3 separate regions of the Mus musculus genome follow, and all the other regions are linked to region 2. The links are chromatin contacts, called in public HiCAR-type and HiChIP or PLAC-seq maps. All regions are on one chromosome and are shown on one strand. Each heading gives the region's core, a stretch centred on a gene start, on an enhancer-like site or on the middle of the called end of the contact. The rest is flanking DNA. Distances are from core to core; before and after follow the strand shown.

Region 1 (4,475 bases), core at 1,031-3,530, 160 kb before region 2:
CCTTCTATAGTTTTATCTTCTGATCCTACAACTCATTTTGGTTTTGGGTTTAGTGAAGAAAGAAAGCCTTAAAACTGTCATGTGTCTTTAATAAGAGTAACGTTGAAGCTGTGGCCAAGTTAATGATCCTTCAAGTATAGGTTTATTTATTGGCCCAATAATATTAAGTCATTTATGCATCAATACAAACATCTTTTTTGGATCTTGATGAATGTGAAACAGTATCTGTTTTGACTAGTTTTATATCACCTTGATAACAAGCTATAGTTTCCAGAGATGAGGGAGCCTCAATTGAAAAGATGCCTCCTAAAGATAGAGCTGTAGGCAAGCTAATGGTGCATTTCCTTCCATTATGAGTGGGGCTACCGCAACTGCTGTCTGGCTTCTAAACGAAAGCAAACTGAGCAAGCCATGGGGAGCAAGCCACTAAGCAGCATCCTTTATAGCCTCTGCATCAGCTCTTGCCTCCAGAATTCTGCCCCATTCATGTCCTGACTTCTTCAATGATGAACAGTGATACGGAAGTGTGAACCAAATAGACCCTTTCCTCTACAACTTGGCTCTGGTCATAGTATTTCATCACAGTAATAGCAACCCTAACTAAGACAGTACTCACACCAGTTTTGACTTTATTTCCCTTTAGAAAAATGAGAGGATGTTGTAAAGCTTAGGCTGATGTTTTAAGTAAGTGTAGAGAAACCTTCACAAACACTGTTTAGAGACCCCCCCAAATTATCTTCATTAGATATGATTTTAGTCTGTCTTCCAAAGTTTAATATGTTAAAATTTAATCTTCAGAGTAAGGCAATCGAGAGTTATGGAGACGGGGATTTGAATATGGTGTCATTTGGCAGAGCTGCTGTATGAGTGATTTCAGTTGGATAAGGTCATCAGAATAGAATTGCAGTGATTGAATCTTTGTGGTTTTACAGAAGGTAGGGAAACGAAGAGACATACCGTGAATCTATTCTGTCTATGCTTTGTGCTGCAGTGTACTGCTTTGAGACTTGTAGCAGATTGATCATCAACAGATTGGAGCCCTTGACTTTAGACTGTATTTATGAGCCAAAATAAATGTGTTTTGTTTATAAGTTACCCAGCTCCAAGCATTTCACTGAAGTAACAGAAAATGAAATAGGATAGAAGTCTCAGAAACTCGGGTCGCATGAATAATTTTTATTGGTAGACTTCTTGGTTGAAGTACAAGGGTAGAAATACATTACAGCTTTCCACCTTGAATCATAATATTACAAGTACATATTTGAATGAGGTTTTACATTTAGATGTGGAGAATATCAAGTGGTGATTGCTGTTAGAGTTGAGTGAGGAACTACAACAGCTTATTTTGGATTTATCCTGACTTGAGATGAATTAAAACAGACGTTCGTTTCTCATTTGCTCACCGGATCTAAGCAGTCAGTTACGGTGGACTAAATGGATGGATTTGGATGTCATGGTTGTGGGGACCACTTACAAACATACGTGAGTAAACCAGAGGAATCAGTGGAGCCATTAGCTCCTGTGGCTTCCCCTGATGCATCTGCTCAGACTCAGAACCCCCGCTATGGGCTGTACCCTCCTCAGGGTACCAACCAGCCTTCTTGAATCCGCATGGTACACGTTGTGCCTTTCTCTTCTCAAACGGTGAGTCATACCGTGAGTGGTCCTCCTTCTGTTCTCAAGTCGTACATAATTCATGCAAAAATATGATCTCAGCTGTGTCAACTTCAAAGGGAGGCAGCCAGGCATGTGTCTGGAAGGATTTGCTCAGGGACCAGTTCTGTCTCTCATTTTACAACTGGAGACTCTATCTTTGATCATGTCAGTAGCAAGGAGCTGAAGGCAGCTTTTCAGTTTCCAGCCATATTAAAGTCTTCTGCTCCCCCCTCCTTCTTGAATTTAAGGAGGTTCTTCGGGATGAAGGCTGAGAACATTTGACATAAATTATCTGGCTTATATTTGTAAGATAATCTTCAAAAAAAAAGTAATATGTGTGAAGATTGAGATAGCTGCTAATGAAAGACCAACCACCTACTAAGTCTTCTGATGTCTTACTCGGTGGTAAGTTTGGTCCTAACTGAATAGAGAATGGAGTTGTGTCTGCTGCATGAACAGTCTGTACAGTGTGCCCCCCCACAAGGTGGGGGCGGGCAGAGGAAAGCAAAAATGGGTTAAAAAGTGTCCAGCACACCTAGAACACTCACAGTGGTAGTGGGGGTAACTGAGTCATGACCGTGGCCAGCATCTATTTCAGTTTGGCATTCATAGAAAATGTTGTGGTCTGCCACATGGAAACTTGTGAAGTATGCCCTGCTTTTCCTTGTGATTGAGAGATGTACACATACAGAAGTACAATGGTCCAACCAAGGTCTTTTTATGAAGACCACTCAGGACACAAGCTTGGTGCAAAGAGTAGAAACCTTCCTACTTATTGACTGGTGGGATGGGGATGCTGAGAGACAGTTTCTCCTAAGAGGAAGACATTTTCTTGCTTTAAACTGGGAACGCAGACTGGGTTTGGTATTGGCACCGAACTTGACTCTTTTTCTCCAGCTCAGAGGAACACTTGGAGGTCTGACCCCTTACACTGTACGGAGATGGAGTCAAAAGACAATTCTGTGCTCATCTTCATCTGAGCATAGAAGACCCTGGGGTCTTTTAACTTTGAGAAAGGAAGTTTTCATATTTATGGACCTCTAGCACAGTGACTTTCCAGCTGTCTGGCCATCAAAATTGCCTGAAGGGACTTTAGAAGAGGGCCCACACCCACCTCAGGAATTCCTGATGCAGCTTGGATCAGGGATGCATTCCTAACAAGTTCTCTGGGAATACTGATGCTTCTGGCCTGGGACCAACTTCAGGATTCATTATATTCAAAATACTGTACAATACATTCAGAGCTAAAAGGGAGGTGATAAGCTATGTCTCCGCTGGTAAAATGAGCCAGTTCAAGCGAAATTAGATCATACTAAATGCAGGTTTAATGGGAAGCTGCTTTTGGGCAAGTTCACTGGCCCCAAGGACTGAGGCCAGGGAAGTCAGTCGCCATGGAGAGGTGGTGGTGGGGTGTGGAGGGGGAGAGTAGAGGGAAGAGAAAGAGAAAGGGCAGGGCACATTCACAGAGAGAGACAGGAGGAGAAGGGGAGAGAGAGTGTGAGAGACCAAAAACATCTGGATTAAATAGGGAAGAGCCTCTGGGGGAAGGGCAGCCCAGGCCCTGGGTTGGAAAGTTCAGGTTGGGGGCAGGGTATGCCAGGCAGGGACTGAGGGATCCTGGGAGAACCTGGAGGCAGGTCTGCTTTGGCATGTAAAGTTCAGCCCCTTGTCCTGGGCTCTGAAACCAAACCGGAGGCCTGCCTACCTTTTAGCTTATGAGAAGAAAGTGCCACATATTGAGGTCAAGAGCTAAGTACTCCTAGGAAAAAGGTAACATTCACTAAATCACAGAGGAAGAAGCAGCTGTCAGAGTTGACAAAGGACCATATATCTTCTGCACCTGAGGCGCTTCTCCACAGTTTCTGGATATGTCTAACTACTTCTTGATGGCTGTGCTCTTTTGTTTTGTTTTGTTTTGTCAACTTAATGCAAGCTAGAGTCCTAGGGGGAGAGGGAACCCCAATTGAGAAAAATGCTTCTATCAGATTGGCTTGTTGCAAGTCTATGAGGAGGATGTTTTCTTGACTAATGGTTGGCAGAGGAGGATGAAGCTCACTGTGGATGATGTCACACTGGGCGGATGGTCCTGGGATGTGTAAGAAAGCTGGGTGAGCAAGCCACGAAGAGCAAGCCAGTAAAGCAGCGCTCCATCATGGTCTCTGCAGGCGTTCCTACCTCTAGGTTCCTGTGGAGCTTGAGTTCCTGCCTTGCTTCCTTCATAATGACTACAAGCTCCAAACTGAAATAAACCTGCCCAGGGTGCTTGCAGTCATGGTGTTTTACCACCGCAATAGAAAAACAAACCAGACCAGAGGCATTGGAAGGGAGAATGAATTGAGTTATTCTCAAGTCTGCAAGATGGCTGGGCAGGTAACAGTGCTGAGCTGTGGCGTGTGTGCTCTGTCTTATGCACCCACAGACACGCAGTGTGCTCATACACACAGCAATAATTTTAAAAGAATGTATATAATCATAATTAATGCTCAAGATAATTATGTATATTATTTGAGATAAGAACAGGTACTTAAGTATCTACTTACATTTCTCATATTAGAGGTCTTGATACACTGGCATTTAAGTCTTGATACACTGGCATTTCCTACCCTACGAATAGTCATCCAGTTTGAAGGGTGTGGGAGGAGGTCTATTTCTAGAGATAAACCTTTGGGGCTGGAATCGCATTTCCTTGTCTCACAAGGACTAGAGTTTACCTTTGATTTTTATTTGAAGGTTCTTTTTTTTCTTTCTTTCTTTCTTTCTTTCTTTCTTTCTTTCTTTCTTTCTTTCTTTCTTTCTTTGTCTTGTTTATTGTGGTAATT
Region 2 (4,799 bases), core at 1,517-4,016:
AGCTGAGAGAGGAAGAGAAGCCCTGGGTGCTGGGTTTTCCTGTGTCGGGTGTCCTGCGTGCACACGAAAGGATGACCATAGTTAAAGAGATCTATGCTGTGTCATGAAGGGTAGATACACTGTGCCCTGGGGGCTTGAGGCTGATATTTCCAGAAAGCTCTTCCAGGCCTGCTCGAGGTCTCACACGCGCCTGTCATTTGCACTCGGGACCTGCTGACCTGTCTACTTGAGCAGAGGTGCTGAGGCTGAGGGAAGTGTGTGCAGGACATAAAGTTCCCCTGGGAATTTTCAGCAAATTGTATAAATAACTTTATCAGAGGTAAAAGCAATAAACAACATTGTACTGACCTTCAAAATAGATTTTATGCTATGCCCACATTTTTAAAACATGCTTATGTATGTACATTTAAAAATAAATCTATTATTTATATCTCTATCACATAGGGAAAAAACAAAAACATGCTATAACTTAAAAACGTTAATGCTGATGAGAATTTAAGTTGTTTTTATTTCCATTCTTTTCTCTGTGTTTTGGGCCTTCTTCAGTGAACATGTATTGTCTGTGTGGTATAAAAACGTAACAACTCACTAAGCTTTTGAAGCTTCCGTTCTATTTTTATATAGTCCGTCTCATTTGATCTTCATTTCTACCCTGTCTCAGTTCATCTTCCATTGTTGCAAAGAGATATAAAGGCTACATGTATAGAAAAGCATTTAATTGGAGGCTTGTTTACCATTTCAGAGGGTGAGTCCACGACAGTCGTGGAGGGAAGCATGGTGGCAGGCAGGCAGGCGTGGTGCTGGAGCAGTAACTAAGAGTTTACTACATGGTCTACAAGTTGGAGGCAGAGAGTATAGGAGGGAGGGACCAGAATATGTAAATCTCCAGGTTTAAGAGAGATGTACAGACTAGACTGGGCCTAGAGTGAGCTTTTGAAACCTCAAATCTCCAGTGACATACCTTCTCCAGCCAAGCCCTGCCTACCTCCTTATGGGACTCAGCCAAGCCCCACCTACCTCCGTATGGGACTCAGCATTCAAATATATGCACAGGACACAGTGACCATTGTAGACTACACAGTCTATTTGTTTGCAGTTTAGGCAATACTGAGCTATGTGACTAGGAAGGTTTTCCAGACTGAGGGCCTGCAGTTACTTACTAAAAAAAAAAAGTAAGACAATATCAGTGGCTGTTGTACTGACTAAGTGCGTTAACATATGTAAATACCACGACAGTGTGTTAGACGTAGGAAGGCCTAACAGGTATTGGCTGCCAGAAACTCATCATCTTCATCCCTGCGTTCCAGAAGTGGTGATCAGGGAGATGAGTCATCAGAAGAGTCTAGGTATACCAAGTGTATAGGGATGGGACATGTACTACCAAATTGATGGCTAACAATGGATGAGAAATGTATTTGAGGACATTGATTCTGATGTCATTGGATGATCCGGCTCTCTGTCTCAATTCAAATCAATCCGTCTCTAGTTATTATGGGTTTGGGGATTTGTGTGAATACCTAGATTTTTTTAACACTATTTTTTTTATATATAAGACAAATAGTTGACATTGTGAGGAAGGATTTGTCCTAGAAACTTGGACCACAGGTTGAAAGATGGGAGGTATACCACAGGGATTCCTCAGGAGCATCCTGCTGAAGTGAAACCTGCCAGTTGAGCCCTGGTCAAGGCATGAAGAGAGTGGCTTTGTAAATACTGAGGCCCAGGGGGTTCCAGGGTAGGTTGTACCAGTTGTTAGCAATGTCTTTCCATAAGTGAGATGGGTGATTTGGTTTGGAGGCACAGCTGTTGAGGTTGGTACATTGCAGGAATACAGCTGAGTGTGACAAGCGGAATATATAAATCTCCAGGTTTAAGAGAGATGTACAGTGTGATGCCTGCTGTTTTAACAATGTTCTAAAGCATGTAAAGTCTATTTCTTTGTTATTTTTTTCCAGACCCCTTGGTTGTGGAATACAAGACACTGCTGGTATAACTACCCTTACCAGGTAAGGAAGCCTGACTTCTGGGCTTTACAGACGAGGGGATATTCCTTTGGTCAGCTGCCTGTTGTCAGGAAGGTCAGGTAGTCACTTATATGTCGATATTGCACCTGGTTGTTATGCCTATCATAACCTAGTGAAGACAGGACTTTGTGCATTCATACTGAGGCGCATAACCAAAGTCTAGTTGCTTTAGCAGATGGAACAAACCTGGAAGGTTCTTTTGTTGAACAAGATGCGGCTGGTTCCTGTTTCTCAGTACAGAGGGAAGTCTGAAGGCTGCTGGCAGTGCAGGCTTACCCCCACAGCAGATGTGAACATTCAAGTGCGTGCGGTGCTGGAGCTGGCCCGCTGAGTTCTGTTGACTTTGTAGCTTAGAAGTGGCCTCTAAAGACGTAAATCACCACGGACTACTTCTCCAAATGCAGAAAAAATACACTAATGCCATCATCACACATGGCTGAATTGTTTCAGTGAGGAAAACAGTAGACACCATCTTTGAAATTAAGTCATAGCCCTGAAAAGGGAGTGTTTTCCGTCTCTGCCCTTGCTATTCTTTCGCATCTTCTTATGAGTTCATTACTATTAGCACAAGTCTTTGCTATCCCTAAATCGATTGGTAATGGAATATCAATGGTGGGACCAGGAATTTTCTAGGTACTCGGGACATGTCCTGTAAGGGAAGCAAATGGAACCAGGCATTGTACTGAACACCTTCAGGTACATGTGGACTTCTGTGCACATAAGGCCTTTCTATACCTTCCCTGTTCTCCACATAGCTGCAATGGGTGGAGGCTGACACTAGGTACTCCTTCTAGGCTAAGGGTGACTTGAAATAGAACTCTACTTTGCATTTGAATCCCTTAATTTATTTAGATTGGGAATGAATTTACATAATCAGCATGACACAGTTAGAAAAAGCTGAGAATTCCTAAGACTGTGGCATGGAGGACAGAAACCAGCCGGTTACCTTACCGGTTGTCTTTAGCCCAACTGGACTTTACTATCCACACCTATCTACATTTCTACTTGAAAAGGCTTCTAGGAACTTTAACTGGAAAGTTGGCATGCCATCCACTGCAGTGCCCCACATTTCAAAGGTAAATTTTGTAACATGAAAGACATTGTGATCAGTGTCATATAAAACGTACCACTTAACCTTGTTTCTAACTGTAAATGTAGCCGAAATAACTCTTGCATTCTGCCTGTAGCTGAGAAGTTGCTTGGTTTCAGATGAATGCTAGGACAGTAGCCCAGAATGTCGCTGTGGGCTGTTTTACAGAAAGCACAAGAGTCTGAGGGGCTAGGAGATAAGGTTATATTTAAAAGTGGAAACACCACTAGGATGGAAAGGAAGATGCCCCATCTGTGTGGATTCGGTTAAGAATGGCCTTGTGTTCGTAAGGTATCATAGTCCAGTACTGAGTAATTCTGCCCAGTGCTCCCCAAAGTGAAGAGAAACTCATGATCTCTGGCAACAGTAGTTAGCCGTGCCAAGAGCCATATGCTAATAAAATTAATGACTTTCTTTGTGTAGGGGGCATAGGAAATGAAATAGCATGTATGCAAGTATAATACTTTGTATAAGTCATATGTATATAAATACATACAGCAGATTATAGTCCAGAGTCTGTCTCAAACCTTCAGTGCACTTTTAAATATTGAACAAGCTCATGAAATTATTCATTATTCATTATGTCTTTAACACATATATTATATAAGTAACCGGATAGATTTCTAGGTGAAAAAATAGTAGTGCACTTCAATTTTAAACATTCCCTCTTTTATATGAGAGTGTCCATTCGTTACACATGTAAGAGTTCCATATGGGTGTGTATTTTAAGGATAAAAGTAAGACAGGCTTATATGCAGTTGACTCTTGCACAGCTCGTTACAAGGGGCATGCGTACACGAGGCAGGAGAAGTCTAATGCAGGGATCAGGGCCTCAATAGCTCTGAGACCTGGATGTAAACTTTTAACCTGAGTTAATTGATAGCAATTTTCTGTCAGCTGTATAATCTAGATGAAAAACGAGAGTAGTAATTTTACAGATTTCATATGCTCAGAGTGAGTCATGGGAGTGTTTCGCCAACTGCAGAGCGGCTGGCGAGTGCTGATTACTGCCATGCTCCCGCAGGAACTCTGCCCTTCCCATCGTGATCTGACTTGTCCTGTGACCCCCTCCGAGGCACATTCCCAGATGAGGATGCCAGAAGTCAGAAAATCTCATCAATACCAAATCTGACCTCAGCTCCAGCCAGGGCCATTTTCCCAGACTGCATTGCTGATAGCATTTGCCTAAATACCTTGCTAATGTCTTTCAGTCTTAAAGAGACATGTCAGTGGGAAGTAGATCTCTTTCAAGGTACCACTGGGCACTGATGCTTCCTTCACTGGGCCACAGGATTCCGCAGGAAGACCTTGTGAGGTCCTTCATGAGAGTTCCCCCTCTCATGGCCTCCCTCCTGCCCAGCTGTCCTCCAATCTGCACATTCCATCACAGGGACTATGCAGTTTACCACATGGCTTTGTAGAGACACCAGCTTTCAGTCTATAGCAATTTTCCTTGTCACTTAGAGTTTAAAACTGCTGATCTAACGTCTAAGCCTAAAGTACCTCGTCAGAAATATGAGAGAGACATAGTTTCCTTGATGCCTGTCCTGAGTGAGTAAGGGCCATCTTGTGATAGCTATCCATTGCATTGTGATTGGCAGATGGTGCGTATAACATTAATTTCCTTTACAGTATGGAGTCTTGCCTTCTGAACAGTAGTCTAAATGTATTTGAAGAGCTTTAGA
Region 3 (4,572 bases), core at 1,935-4,434, 220 kb before region 2:
AGTGTCCTCCACACACTGCCTGAACTTTCAGGCCTTTATTGTCACCTGGGTCTAGGTTAATTTTTCTGTGACTTAGGACCCATAGAGATGTACTATTTTTTTTTTAATTTCTCCCAGGCTAGCACCTGTTAACTCACTTCAATTGCCACAGGGTTGGTGTTCAAAGGACAAACTTGAATTGGCCAATGGGGGGTGAGGGTGGGGGAGGTAACACAATAAAAGCACAGAGAGACCTATGTGGATTGCACAATTCATTTCAAAGCCCTTTACTCCCGGTGTATCTTTCTCCAGACCTTCCCTTGGTGCACTGGATACCCTTGCTGTGTAGTAAAGAGTTAAAAATAGAGGGCAGGGTTTTCTTCTTCTCTTTTGCTAACAGCTGAGCCAAGGAGTGTGGAGGCTGCTCCAGGTCCTAGAACACGGTGCCTGGGTTCATTTCGCAGATTTGGTCCTAAGCTTGTCAAGTCCCCTACCAGCTCCTGTAAGTCTGGACCTCTGTTTGAGCTCCGCTTATCCTGTGTTCCAAATGCAGTTTTCCTCCTGCATTTCTGTAGCTGCTTAACAGCACACTTGCTTTATTTTTAAATGCCACCAGGTGGTGCCTAAACAGACACCAGAGCCCAAAGTTGACCCACATTATTCATTTTGGGTAAATTATAGTGAGTTTATTGAATATGCTTACTTTCATTATAAATACAAAAACTATACCCTTGAAATATGAAGTAGTGTTTAACTACATTGTGGTCATTACATTTTGCAGTACCACAGCTAATATTTGTACTTGGCTGTACCATGTGCCAGATGTATTCACATTGTTTCTTTCTTCAAAACTGACGTGGGGGTGGGGGTGGGAGTGGGGGGTGGGGTGCGGGGTGGGGTGGGGTGGGGTGCAGGGTCACTCGCGTGGAGGTCAGAGGACAGCTTGTGGACTCTGGCTCTTTCCTTCCACAGTGCAGACCCCAGGGATTTAACTCAGGTCACCAGGCCTGATAGTAAATGTTGTCCCATCTCCTTGGCCTCACATCATTACACCTGTGGATGTTTCTAAGAGTGCCTTGAAGTCCAGTCCGTGGAGTAAGTGATTTCATTTATTCCTCTTCATAGGTGACAGAAAGACTAGACAAGATGGCGGAGGTCACACGAGTGCTGGGAAATGAAGAAGGGCTTCAAGCTGCTCCTCCGATTTTAAAGCCAAGCAATGTGCCTAGCACTGTGCTGCTGTGTAAGTAGGTGAAGGGAAGAAACAACGCAGTTCACATCCTATAAACCCTGGTCTAAAGCCACAGGACTGCTGCCGCTGCCCACCAGCTATGTGAATCTCACGGTGCTGTGCAAGCTATGTCCTAAGTGTGACAGCCACATTTTCCCTGTTCTGTGGCTGAGGCCAACACAGCATTCACCTGCCTACTTGGAGCTTCAGTCTTTCGTTGCTCTTTCTGGGTTGTTTTGTTTTGTAATGAGAGGCTGATCTGACCTTTGCTTTACCCCCCCTTGAACAAAAGCCCTTAAAACATGACAGACATCTAAATTGACGTGTAAATACATGATTGCTTCTTTCTCGGTATAGAAAAGAAAAACAAAACATTTCCCTGGTAACCAGGTTGCTATACTCTCACAGGAAGCTCAGCTTTATTAAAAGCTAAAATCTGTCTTTTTCTTCTTAAAGGAGCCAGACAATGACCTTCCCCCGGAGCAATTAAAAGATGTTTTCAAAGTTGTTTTTTAAACCGTTCAAATGTGCTTTCTCTCATGCCTGTCTTTACGTGGACGGACATGTGCCAAGCCAGTGACATTGTAAGCGTATATGGAAGGGGAAAGCGGTGACAATTGTTAAGGGCCTCCTGCAATAGACATTCTTTTAATGGTGTAAAATGTTATGACCTCTCATTTTAATCTTTACAAGAACCTCACACAGTGAGTACCTTTATTATCTGTATGCTCTACATGACGACGCCAAGGCTTAAAGAGGGGAAGGAGCCTGAGAGCAAGCTGAGCAATGGAGCAAAGATTCATGCCTGAAGGTGCTAGGACACGGGCTTGGGTCTGTGTGGCTTTGTGTTCCATTCACCTTAAGGCTTCCTATGTTTTGGGGAAAGTCTTTGCCTTGTGTCCTGTGGAAGTAGATTCTAATGGACTCGTGCTAATCATGTTGGGGTGGTTTGAAAGGAAGTTTGAATGTCAGGAATCTATCTTGCATGTGCCTCTAATGTTAAGACCTAGATAAGAAAGAGGCCTTGTGGAGCTGAGACATTTAAGTTCATTGGGCTCTAATGCATACCTTTGGAGTTGTATGCTAAAGACTTGGAAAGGTCATTGTAACTATCTTAGCTGCTTCTCTAGTGTAAGTTCTATCAGACAGTCACTGACTACTGACTGTGAGCCAAAGCACTGTGCTGGGAGCAGTGGCCAGGAAATGACACCGGAAACAAGGACACAGCAGCCACCAACGTTTATTCAATGCACATGCATTGCATGGGCTATTTATGAGCTAGTTATTTATTTGGTACTAGGAACATACAATTACACTGGGTCTTTCTTCTTCTTCTTCTTCTTTTTTTTTTTTTTTTCGAGACAGGGTTTCTCTGTGTAGCCCTGGCTGTCTTGGAACTCTGTAGACCAAGCTGGCCTCAGAAATTCGCCTGCCTCTGCCTCCCAAGTGCTGGGATTAAAGGCGTGCGCCACCACGCCTGGCTACACTGGGTCTTTCTTATTTTAAAATATTTTCCAGATGGAAGAGGAAGAGAACAAACGCATGTCTCAATAAAACATGGTAGTACTGAAACAGAAGTGTATTTTAGGTATTATGGCTTCAGAGGATGCCTTAGGGCAGCGCCTCTCAACCTGTGGGTCATCACCTCTTTCACAGGGTTTATGCTACCTCTGGTTGATATCCCTGAGAGATCTCTTTTCTGAAGAGGAACTTAGGGAGGATGTGGGGGAGGGGACACTGGGAGGAGGGGAGGGAGGGGAGCCTGTGGTCAGGATGTATTGTATAAGAGAAGAATAAATCTTTTAAAAAGACCCAAGACCATAGGAAAACAGATATTTACATTAATTTATAACTGTAGTAAAATTAGCCACAAAATACTTTTATGGTTGGGGGAGGGGTCACCAGAACATAAGGAACTGTATTAAAGGGTGACAGCATTAGGGAGGTTGAGAAAGGGAGGGTAAAAAATTTCCTCAATCTTGAAAAAGGAAGACAGGTCTCAGTGTTTATATGAAGATCAGTTGAAAAGGGCTTTAGTGATGCCCAGGCTGGAATATTTCCTAGGTTGGTAATGAATTGGGCTGTGGTAAGATTCACCCCTGCCTTTAGTTTTTGGCCTCTCAAGGGTCTCCACACTAGTGAACTTGGACCCCCAGCCCTGCACTGGTCCCTCCTGTTAACAGTCTAGCTCTCATTACTTCCTCTTTCTAGCTCTGGTTACTTCCCCTCCTGCCTATTCCTCCACACACCCCTACTCACACCGCACTGGTCTTCTCGTCCCTCAAGGCCTGATCAGATCCAACTTCTCGTCTGAAGCCTCCAAGCCCACGCCTCCTCCTTAGAGTGGGGACGCTGCTCCCTGACCCCACCATGCTTCACTTCTGTGGGAAGATTTAGCTAGGTCCTCTCTGCGCCTATCTTTCCATTCAGGCTAATCAAGATCAGGGACTTAACCTAGGCTGCAATGAGGCAGAGCCTGCCTCCCTCCTGCTGTGGAAGCTGAAGGTGGGGCTTTTCTCTGCTTCCCGGAAGACAGAGGTTGGGAAAGACACAACAGCAGGGCTGTACCAATCATGTGAATTTACAAACTGCCATCTTTACATTTCTCCTTTCCAATACAATTAGGGACTGATATTCCATTAGGAAAGGAGTGGGGGAATTACTTGAATTTCATCTCAGGAGAGTCCTGGTGGCAGTCTAAACTAATTGGCATTTAGAGACCCACAGTTAAACATTAGGAGGAGCTTGGGGAAATTCTGCGGGGGGGGGGGGGTAATGGGGGGGTTGGAATTGAGGAGCCAGTGGGATAAGACACCAGGAGAACAGGGTCCACAGAATTAACTAAGTAGGGCTTATAGGGGCTCACAGAGACTGATGTAGCTATCACGGAGCACATATGCTGTGGTTGTTTAGCTTGGAGGGTTTTGTTGGACTTCTAACAATGGGGGAGTGTCTCGATTCCTTTGCCCACTCTTAGGACTCTTTCCCTCCTACTAGTTTGCCTAGCCCAGGCTTGACAGGAGAGTTTGTGCCTGGTCTTATTGCATCTTGTTATGTCATGTCCTGTTGATATTCCCAAGAGGTTCTCTTTTCTGAAGAAAAGTGAAGTTGTGTGTGTGTGTGTGTGTGTGTGTGTGTGTGTGTGTGTGTGTGTGTGTGTGATGCACTGGGAGGAGGAGAGGGAGGGCAGTCCATGGTCAGGATACATTGTCACTTTCAATAAATACACAATGACTGTGTATTTGTGGGGTACAGCGTGACAGTTGAATTCATCACTCATCTTGTATGACAATAAAACTATGGGCTCAGCATATTCATCACCCTTAGCATTCTGTTGTGATATGGATATTCAGTCCTCAGTT

Evidence for each region. HiCAR-type assays count read pairs that join an accessible place to other places. HiChIP or PLAC-seq counts read pairs in DNA pulled down with a chosen protein or histone mark.
Region 1: a HiCAR-type map of embryonic stem cells shows a contact between it and region 2, with 4 times the contacts expected there. The contact joins two enhancer-like sites. A contact is called at or near these places in 2 of 15 datasets of contacts at CTCF or cohesin (the G1E-ER4 cell line and the NIH/3T3 cell line), 10 of 484 Hi-C or Micro-C datasets (embryonic stem cells, granulocyte-monocyte progenitors, granulosa cells and 3 more) and 9 of 115 datasets of contacts at active chromatin or transcription factors (CD8 T cells, bone marrow-derived macrophages, embryonic stem cells and 1 more).
Region 3: a contact with region 2 is called in an H3K27ac HiChIP or PLAC-seq map of embryonic stem cells, with 31 read pairs. The contact joins two enhancer-like sites. A contact is called at or near these places in 8 of 484 Hi-C or Micro-C datasets (CD4 T cells, the HPC-7 cell line, bone marrow-derived macrophages and 4 more) and 10 of 115 datasets of contacts at active chromatin or transcription factors (double positive thymocytes and embryonic stem cells).

Annotation. Positions count from the first base shown.
Region 1 is chr2:68,883,136-68,887,610 of GRCm38.p6, forward strand. All of the region lies in intron 1 of Cers6 (ceramide synthase 6), which reads left to right. Among named protein-coding and RNA genes, the nearest start is that of Cers6, 24 kb to the left of the region's middle. Within about 2 kb of position 2,281, at least 86 of the 459 cell types and tissues checked have an H3K27ac peak or open chromatin away from gene starts, as enhancers often do. A contact at or near this core is called in embryonic stem cells, where this site is marked.
Region 2 is chr2:69,045,190-69,049,988 of GRCm38.p6, forward strand. It overlaps Cers6 (ceramide synthase 6), which reads left to right. Exons shown (of 10, transcript NM_172856.4): 5 at 1,956-2,006. Among named protein-coding and RNA genes, the nearest start is that of Gm52515, 79 kb to the left of the region's middle. Within about 2 kb of position 2,767, at least 13 of the 459 cell types and tissues checked have an H3K27ac peak or open chromatin away from gene starts, as enhancers often do. A contact at or near this core is called in embryonic stem cells, where this site is marked.
Region 3 is chr2:68,822,112-68,826,683 of GRCm38.p6, forward strand. All of the region lies in intron 3 of Gm36231 (a long non-coding RNA gene), which reads right to left. Gm36174 (a long non-coding RNA gene) reads left to right here and starts at 270. Exons shown (of 3, transcript XR_374615.1): 1 at 270-481; 2 at 1,105-1,222; 3 at 1,667-1,727. Within about 2 kb of position 3,185, at least 87 of the 459 cell types and tissues checked have an H3K27ac peak or open chromatin away from gene starts, as enhancers often do. A contact at or near this core is called in embryonic stem cells, where this site is marked.